Linked DNA regions of Macaca mulatta: region 1 is linked to region 2. Evidence: chromatin contacts called from public Hi-C data. All regions are on one chromosome and are shown on one strand. The core of a region is the stretch at or near the end of the contact, and the rest is flanking DNA. Distances in the headings are between cores, read along the strand shown.

What was found. Hi-C and Micro-C count contacts between places; a contact is called where the count stands out from the background.
Region 1: a Hi-C map of CD4 T cells shows a contact between it and region 2, with 5 times the contacts expected there. The contact joins the promoter of MED10 here to the enhancer-like site in region 2. A contact is called at or near these places in 2 of 14 Hi-C or Micro-C datasets (CD4 T cells and fetal cortex germinal zone).

What each region holds. Positions count from the first base shown.
Region 1 is chr6:7,473,459-7,477,407 of T2T-MMU8v2.0, forward strand. It overlaps MED10 (mediator complex subunit 10), which reads right to left and starts at 2,247. Exons shown (of 4, transcript NM_001260853.1): 1 at 2,075-2,247; 2 at 867-950. The coding sequence starts at 2,196.
Region 2 is chr6:6,645,772-6,649,786 of T2T-MMU8v2.0, forward strand. No RefSeq gene overlaps it. Among named protein-coding and RNA genes, the nearest start is that of ICE1, 100 kb to the left of the region's middle. Within about 2 kb of position 2,365, at least 10 of the 40 cell types and tissues checked have an H3K27ac peak or open chromatin away from gene starts, as enhancers often do. A contact at or near this core is called in CD4 T cells, where this site is marked.

The DNA of each region.
Region 1 (3,949 bases), core at 997-3,496, 830 kb after region 2:
CTTTACAGCTCAAGGAAATCTAGTGATTTACATTTGCAGTTTTGCTGCAAGAAATACTAGAATGTTCTTGCTGTTCCAAGCCAGCACCATCAAGGAGAGGCTGCTCTGCACTGGTCAAGAAAGTATGAGTCCGGGGGTTTTGTCTTAACTCTGACACTTACTAGGTAAACAACCTATTGCAGTTACTTATTAGCTCCTTCACGTGTGAAATCAGAGACGTGACCAAATCAATGTGATAAAACCTGGATTTCAAAAACCTAAAAGCTTACTCCTGTATGTGTTTTCAGTACTATTACTAAGATAAGATAGATGCACACAACTCTCCCACAGAAAACAGTGAGCAGCCTCCCCAAACAGGCTTAGAATAAAAAACCTTTCTTTCCTCCTTCAACAGAACAGATATTTTCATTTCTCAGAACCAGCACTCCACGGGCAGTTTGGGAACATCAGACCAGACTGCTTTTCAGGTTGCCTCTGGCTGACATTTTTAAAAAACGTACAATATAGCCCTCATAAGAATTTTCACCTCTTAAGGAAAAAAGGAAGTTTTGTGGCTGTTCTTCAGCCGAAGCAGGACTTTGAGAACCTATGATGTTTTTCACATATTTAATAAGCTTTTTTTACATGTAACTTTTTTTCAACAATACAATATTAAGGAGATACTTTTTTTAGTTTTGTAATCCCATTAGAACGTTTCCATGAGGGCAGGTATTTTTGTTGATTTTTTTTCCACTGGCACATCCCCAGCACCCAGGCTGTGCCTACCACACAGCAGGCACTCAAATGTCAGTGATGAAGAAGTCACGATACCACACCACAATTGAACAAGATTTATACCCAAGACTAATACCAAGAATGTTACTTACTCAAAAACTTCTAACGGTACAGTAATATCATGAAGCTGCTGTCTGCACTTATCAATATCCTGTAAGCCAGTAACGATAAAATTCCTGGGGGAAAGGCAAAAACACAGGCGTCTGGTTAATTTCACTTGGCAGCATAAGCACCACCCACAGAGCTACCCGGCCAACTGCGGCTCCACGCAAGTTCTACTCACACCTGTGCCGGTTACACACGGCTCTCACCTCTGGTTAGCTACAGGACTCCTAGGACACGGTTACAGTTACAAAATACCCTTACATATTTGTGACTTTCCTTCTCAACTAGAAATTTCCAGTAAGGGGGATGGAGACGGAACCTGGTGAAAAATATGAACCTTCTCTCCAAAACAACTACCTGCATATGACTGTGTGTGCGGTTTCAGCGAACACATGGGGCAGCGGACTATACTCAAAAGTCTGAGGGAAACAAAGCCATCCTGTCTGGTTTAGCTTCCTCTCCTCTCTGGAGACTTCCTACACAGGCAGAATGGCCTGGCTATTCCCACAGCACTGGGTATGGAACCTCGGCTGCAACATTTTCTGTGTCCGCGCCCCACAGAAAGCCCTTCTCCAAAGTGCTGTACTTGCATTTGCATGTTCTCCATCCCAGGGCCTAGCACCATGAGCAGCACAAGGCTGGTGCCAAGAAATAATAATAATAAACGTCTGCAGCTTTTCTCAGCACCACTTCCCCCCCCAGTTCCTCCACTGTCAGGCCTATGCAGCAGGTGGCTTCCAAGCCTCACCTTCTGAGGCCTAGTTTAGGGCGCGCACTCACTGCGGAGCCTGCCTCCCTTCTGGGGACAGGGACTGAATTCCCAGAAGAGCTCCAGGAGGAAAAGGCTGGGAGGGGGTTACACATGAGAGGGGAGACGCTAAAAAAGAAAGCATGATTCACTTGATAGGGAAACGGAAAACATATCATCTGGCCATGATTACGTCTCCAAAGGGGCCTCAAAGAGGTTCCTCTAACGCAAACTGGGAAGGGGGCGGTTGGCAACAGGCGGCAGCGCGGGCCCCGCCCTCTGATCACAGCCAGGAAAGGCGCCCCGGGCTCTGAGACCAGACCAGAGGGTTGGCGGGGCAGGAGCAGCAGTCAGGCTCGGCTCTGGCTCCCTAGATCCCCGCTCCCCGAGCACACGCTGCCGGGCCAGGCCCTGGGGAGACGCCGGCAACCTCGGGCCGCCACTCACAGCTTCTGGTTGAGCCCGGCCTGGCTGCTAGGCTGGAAGTCACTGACGATGATGCCGAGCTGCCTAATGTTCTCCACGAACTTCTCCAGGTGCTCCTCTAGGTGGTCAAACTTCTCCGCCATCGCCTCCGCGCGACCCCCGCCCACAGACCCTCAGCCAGCTGCGCCGCAGGCGGGCCCTAAGCTCCCACTTCCTGCTTCCGTCCGGACAGATACGACTTCCGTTTCCTCTGGGGGGCGCGCGGGCGAGCTCTTGGGGGCGGAGCCTGGTTAGCGGGACGGGCGTGTTGGGGGCGGGGCCTAAGTGCGGGGCGGGGCGGGCTTTCGGGGATGCTGTATGGATTCCGGAGGAGGTTTCGGCGCGCAGCGGGGCGAGTGCTAACTGCTTGCACTCACATCAGACCTGTCTCGGTCATGGGAGAAGTTGAAGACTTCGTGCAATGCAGCATCTTCAAGCAACACACACGGATGAAAATCCTAAAGTTTGCATGAAGGACCAATAACGGTAGTCTCCCTGCCCCTCTACCAGAACCCTTGGGATCAGCGCCGGCCTGCCTCCTTTCCTCTATGTAATCGGCGGCCACTTCCCCTAGATCTTGCTGCTAACCATGCTTCCCGGACACCTGCTGCCTTCTTAGGTCAGGGTCACACCTCCTCAGGCCAATTCTGACCAAACAGCACCCTATGGGGTTGCCCTGTCTCTGAAAATAACCTCCCCTGCTTCACAAAGCTTTTAGTAAACTGCTGTTCATCTCATTGAAATTCAATTTAGATCATTTCACTCTGATGTTTAAGAAACGAAACTTTCCTGCCCGATCTCCTGTGATAGCTGATATCTCCTCCAGCCTGTTTGAGTTCCTCAAGTGATTTCTTTTACTGAATGTATTTGTGGCCTGTACTTTTCAGTGCCTAGAAACAGGCAAAGTGAGGGAGCTCCTTTTCTAGATGAATCTCCAGAGCCTCTGTCAGCTGTGACCAGAAATGGAAACCCAGAGAAGGTAAGTGACTTGCCAAACTTAAGGAATCAGGGCACTCCAGTTGGTATGACAGGCTGGGCTGATACACAGAAATGTTACGTAAAATACTTCTCTCCTGATTTAACAACAATTAACTTTAGGGAATTATAAAACGAGGTGAAGGCTGGGCACAGTGGCTCACGCCTGTAATCCCGGAACTTTGGAAGGCCAAGGCAGATGGATCACCTGAGGTGAGAAGTTCGAGACCAGCCTGACCAATATGGAGAAACCCTGTCTCTACTAAAAATACAAAAATTAGTCGGACGTGGTGGCGTGCACCTGTAGTCCCAGCTACTCGGGAGGCTGAGACAGGAGAATTGCTTGAACTCAGGAGGCAGAGGTTGCAGTAAGCCAAGATCATACCACTGCACTCCAGCCTCGGCAACAGAGCAAGACTCAAAAAAAAAAAAAAAGAAAAGGTGGAAATAAAATACTGGACAAAAAAAAATTTTGAAGTTATTAGGGAGAGGTAACGACATGGAGTGAATAGCCTTTCTCAATTTCATAAGTAAGAAAGAGATAGATAATTGATGGAACTTAGACTTTGGTAAGTATTTATTTTAAAAACTTAAGGGTATCTCTTTGCTAGTATATATAATTCCCAAACTAGTAGAGAGGGGGAAGGGAATAAAGAAAACACAATCAACTCAATAGAAGGCAAGAAAAGGAGGGAATAAAGAAACAAAGAACAAGCATGGAAAATAAAATGCACAAAATAAAGTGCAAAAATTAAAGGCACACAACTCAATAGCAAAAAAAAAAAAAAAAAAGGAATTTAAAAATGGGCAAAGGACCTGAACAGATACTTCTCAAAAGAAGACATAAAAATGACCAGCGAAAATGCTCAGCATCACATATCA
Region 2 (4,015 bases), core at 1,115-3,614:
GAGTGTAAATCACTTCAGTCACCATGGAAAGTAGTGTGGCGATTTCTCAAAGAACTTAAAACAGAAATACCATTTGACCCAGCAGTCTCATTACTAGCTGTACACCCCAAGGAATATACATTTTTCTGCCACAGAGACACATGCACGCATGTGTTCATTGCAGTACTATTTACAATAGCAAATATATGGAATCAACTGGAATGCCTAGCAACAGTAGACTGAATAAAGAAAATATGTTACATATACACCATGGAATACTATGCAGATGTAAAACAGAACGAGATCATGTCCTTTTTGCAGCAACATGGATGGAGCTGGAGACCATAATCCTAGGTAGACGCAGGAAGAGAAAACCAAATACCACATGTTCTCACTTATAAATAGGAGCTAAACACTGAGTCCACATGGACACAAAGAAGTGAACAACAGACACTGGGCCCTCCTGGAGGGTGCAGGGTGAGAGGAGGAAGAGGATTGAAAAACTACCTTTGGGTACTAGGCTGAGTACCTGGGTGATGAAATAATCTCTACACCAAACCCTCGTGATACACAATTTACCTGTATAACAAACCAGTACATGTACCCCTGAACCTAAGTAAAGGTTACAACATAGAAAATAAATAAACAATGAAAAGAAACATTTTAATTTTGGGAAAAACAAGACCTTGATTCCAGGACAGCTATTGAGTAAAACAGTCCATCTTGGATAGTCTGAAAATATTTCCACTTAAAGTTGGATGAATTTGCATCAGATTCTTGGTTTCTATGATTCACTCATAGAAGTCATTTTCTCTTTTCTTAGTCTTTGAAGATTTATAACCAGAAATTAAAATCCATGCCACAATTCTTGAGACGAATTGTTTTTACCATTGACTGCTCATTATATACAATCCCAGAAAGGGTCCAGGAAATGGACCTGCATATATTATAGACATTGTTGGTATCTATCTGAGGATTCCAGGAAAAAAAATAATATAAAGGATCAGTCAATACATGAAATTTTGAAAGAATTATTTCTCCCTTTTTTGCCTTTTTGAATTTGAGAGCAAATTATAAGTATTTTAGAAATGAAATCCATGCTCATTCAGTAATCATCCAGAATGTTTATTTCCAAATCTCTTGATTCCATGTTCTCCCATGATATTGTTAACTGCCCAGTGGGTTCACCTTGCCCGCTGCCTAGACAGAGCTGATTTATCAAGAGAGGGGGCCATAATCCTAAGCAGATGCAAGGACAGAAAACCAATAGAGAAAGAGTAATTCATACAGAGCCAGCTGTTTGGGAGATGGAAGTTTTATTATTACTCAATCAGTCTCTCAAAGCTCCTAGCTTAGGGGATTTTCAAAGGCAGTTTGGGACAATAGGTTGGAGTGGCCAAGTAACAGGTGCTTGCTGCTGATTGGTTGGGACAGAGATGAAATCATAGAGAATGGAAGCTGTCCTCCTGCAGGCTGAATTGCTTCTGGGTGGGGCCACAGGAGTGGGGTTGGTGGGTCCAGGTGGAGCTATGGGTGTCAGACATGCAAAAAACCTGAAAAGATATCTCAAAAGGCCATCTTAGGTTCTAGGATACTGATACTACTTGCAGGAGCAGTTAGGTCAGTTGTATGTGGCTGACAATCATTTCTATCTGCACCCTAGCAGGGTTCAGTTTCCTCTGCTCCTTCTAGCCTGGCAGCCTCTCATTAGCTCTGCAAAGACGGTTGAGTTTGGTGGGGAGGGCTATTACCATTTAAACTATGAACTAAAAGTCTCCCAAAGCGAACCCAGGAATAATCAAAGGCAGCTGGGTGGGTGAGGAGACTAAAGCTAGGAGCTGGGTTGAGCTAGATCAGATCTCCCCCATTGTCACAACCTTCTTGCCAATTATAATTTTGGAAAGGCAATTTCAATATTGAGTTTTCCCAATAGCATGTATCATATCCTGTCTTGGATTATTGTTTTTGTCCACTTATCTAACTCATTATATGCTAGCTCAAATATGCTTCAATGATATTCTGCACACTTAGGATAGGGCTCGAGTAAATGTTTGTTTAACTGAATTAAGCTCCCTTTTTCCTGCCTTCTTTTTAGACAGGCACAATGATTAGCAGCTAAAGTTTTCAATCATGAAGGCATCTTTTATTTCCTCATATGCTTGCAACATTACTTATGTTAAGTCCACTTCTAATATTAATCTATATTCATAATCATTCATAACTTTATCTTTTACTTATGTTTTATGAAATATTCTGAATGACATGTTTAAGTTTTTATCATGAGTGGACAGGATCATTTCTGTTGGGAGCCTTCATTGTGTTTTTTGAGAGCAATGCTATAAATATTTTTGTTTAGTTCATTTGTTTAACATGATTCTCTGATTACTGGGCACTGACTTGTCCTTCTTCCAACAGTTGGAAAGTTGAGTAAGAATCGCAGCAGCGGTTGTCATTGGTGTTAGAACAAGAGTGACTTCGTTTTGAGTGAGGGCTAGGAAAATGAAACTGAGACTCCATTTTGAGTGACGAGTAGGAAAATGAAACTGAGACTCCATTTTGAGTGATGAGTAGGAAAATGAAACTGAGACTCCATTTTGAATGAGGGCTGGAAAACGAAACTGAGACTCCATTTAGAGTGAGGGCTGGAAAATGAAACTGGACTCTATTTTGAGTGAGTGCTGGAAAATGAAACTGAGACTTGCTGGGCTGCATTCTCAGAAAGTTAGGCATTCCGAGGCTCTATATGTTTAAGGTTAAGGGGACAAATTAATAATGTTTACTAAATGTTGTCGGATATCTGGACAACAAAGGCATTCCTAATTTTGCTTTAAAGATAATAGTATTGAATCTTGCAAAATATAGTAGTTAAGAAAATTAATCCTTTATCAAAAACCCTTGTAGCAGAGCACATCTCCCCATAGACACAAGCATTGTACCTAGGGTGGACGTGTCCTCCTCTTACTTTCAGGAACAGCCTACTCTCTCTATGGAGTAGCTGTCCTTTCACCACTTTACTTTCCTAATAAACTTGCTTTGACTTTGCACTGTGGAGTCCCTGAATTCTTTCTTGCGTGAGAGCCAAGAACCCTCTCTTGGGGTCTGGATTGGAAACCCTTTCCTGTAACATGGTCACTGAGGACCTGTGGATGATGTGGACAAATCCTGTTACATTCCCTGCTGCCACTTTCTCACCTGTAAAATGGGATTTATATGTCTTGTCTACATCATGAAGTTGTTTTGGGAAAAAGTGAAAAAGTAACGATGTACTTTGACATGCCCTAGCACATTCTGGAATGATTATGATTACATGCTTCCTCTAAGGAGAGAAGTGGCAAACACACAAGCCCTGTTTTGTGGCTGTGGCTGACCCCACTCCTCACAGTGACCTTCTCCTGGACCTTGATTCAGCCTCAGCTTTCTCAACACAGTGCCAAGAGATTAAATTTTGCACAGGAGGTAAATTTGCTTTAGAGAGCATGTTTTAGGCAACCCAAGAGATGTCCAATGTGATTGAGCTGAAATACTCTATGCAGAGGGCTCCCTCTACGAGCACATCTCTGTTCACTCACACAGAGGCCAGTCCCTCAACCTCACTGTTTGGTTTTTACAAAAGGCTTCCCCTTCTTGCCCTTTCTCCCTGCCCTGAGACCCAACCTTCCCTCTCAGGCTCATTGATGGAGTCCAGAGCGCAGACACAGCCTGGGGTCAGAGGGAGCATGCACAGGTGGCTTCTGAACAAGGTTTCATCTCCTACTCATGCTGCTAGCTGAATCTCCAGAGGAAATGGGTTATAAATAAGTCTCTGTAAGATTGACTTGCTTGATTACATTTTTCTAATCTGTCATTTTGTTTTTTAAATTAAAGTTCTTTTTTTTCCCCTCAAAACACATTATTACATTTGTGGTTAGGTTGTACATCTTGAAACCCTTTATTCTGCCCCAACCACTACTTGAAAACTTATAATTAAGTAACCTGGCATGCTTTCATGAGAAATGGAAATTTTGTAAGAACAAAATGTGTTGGTGGATGTATCCTG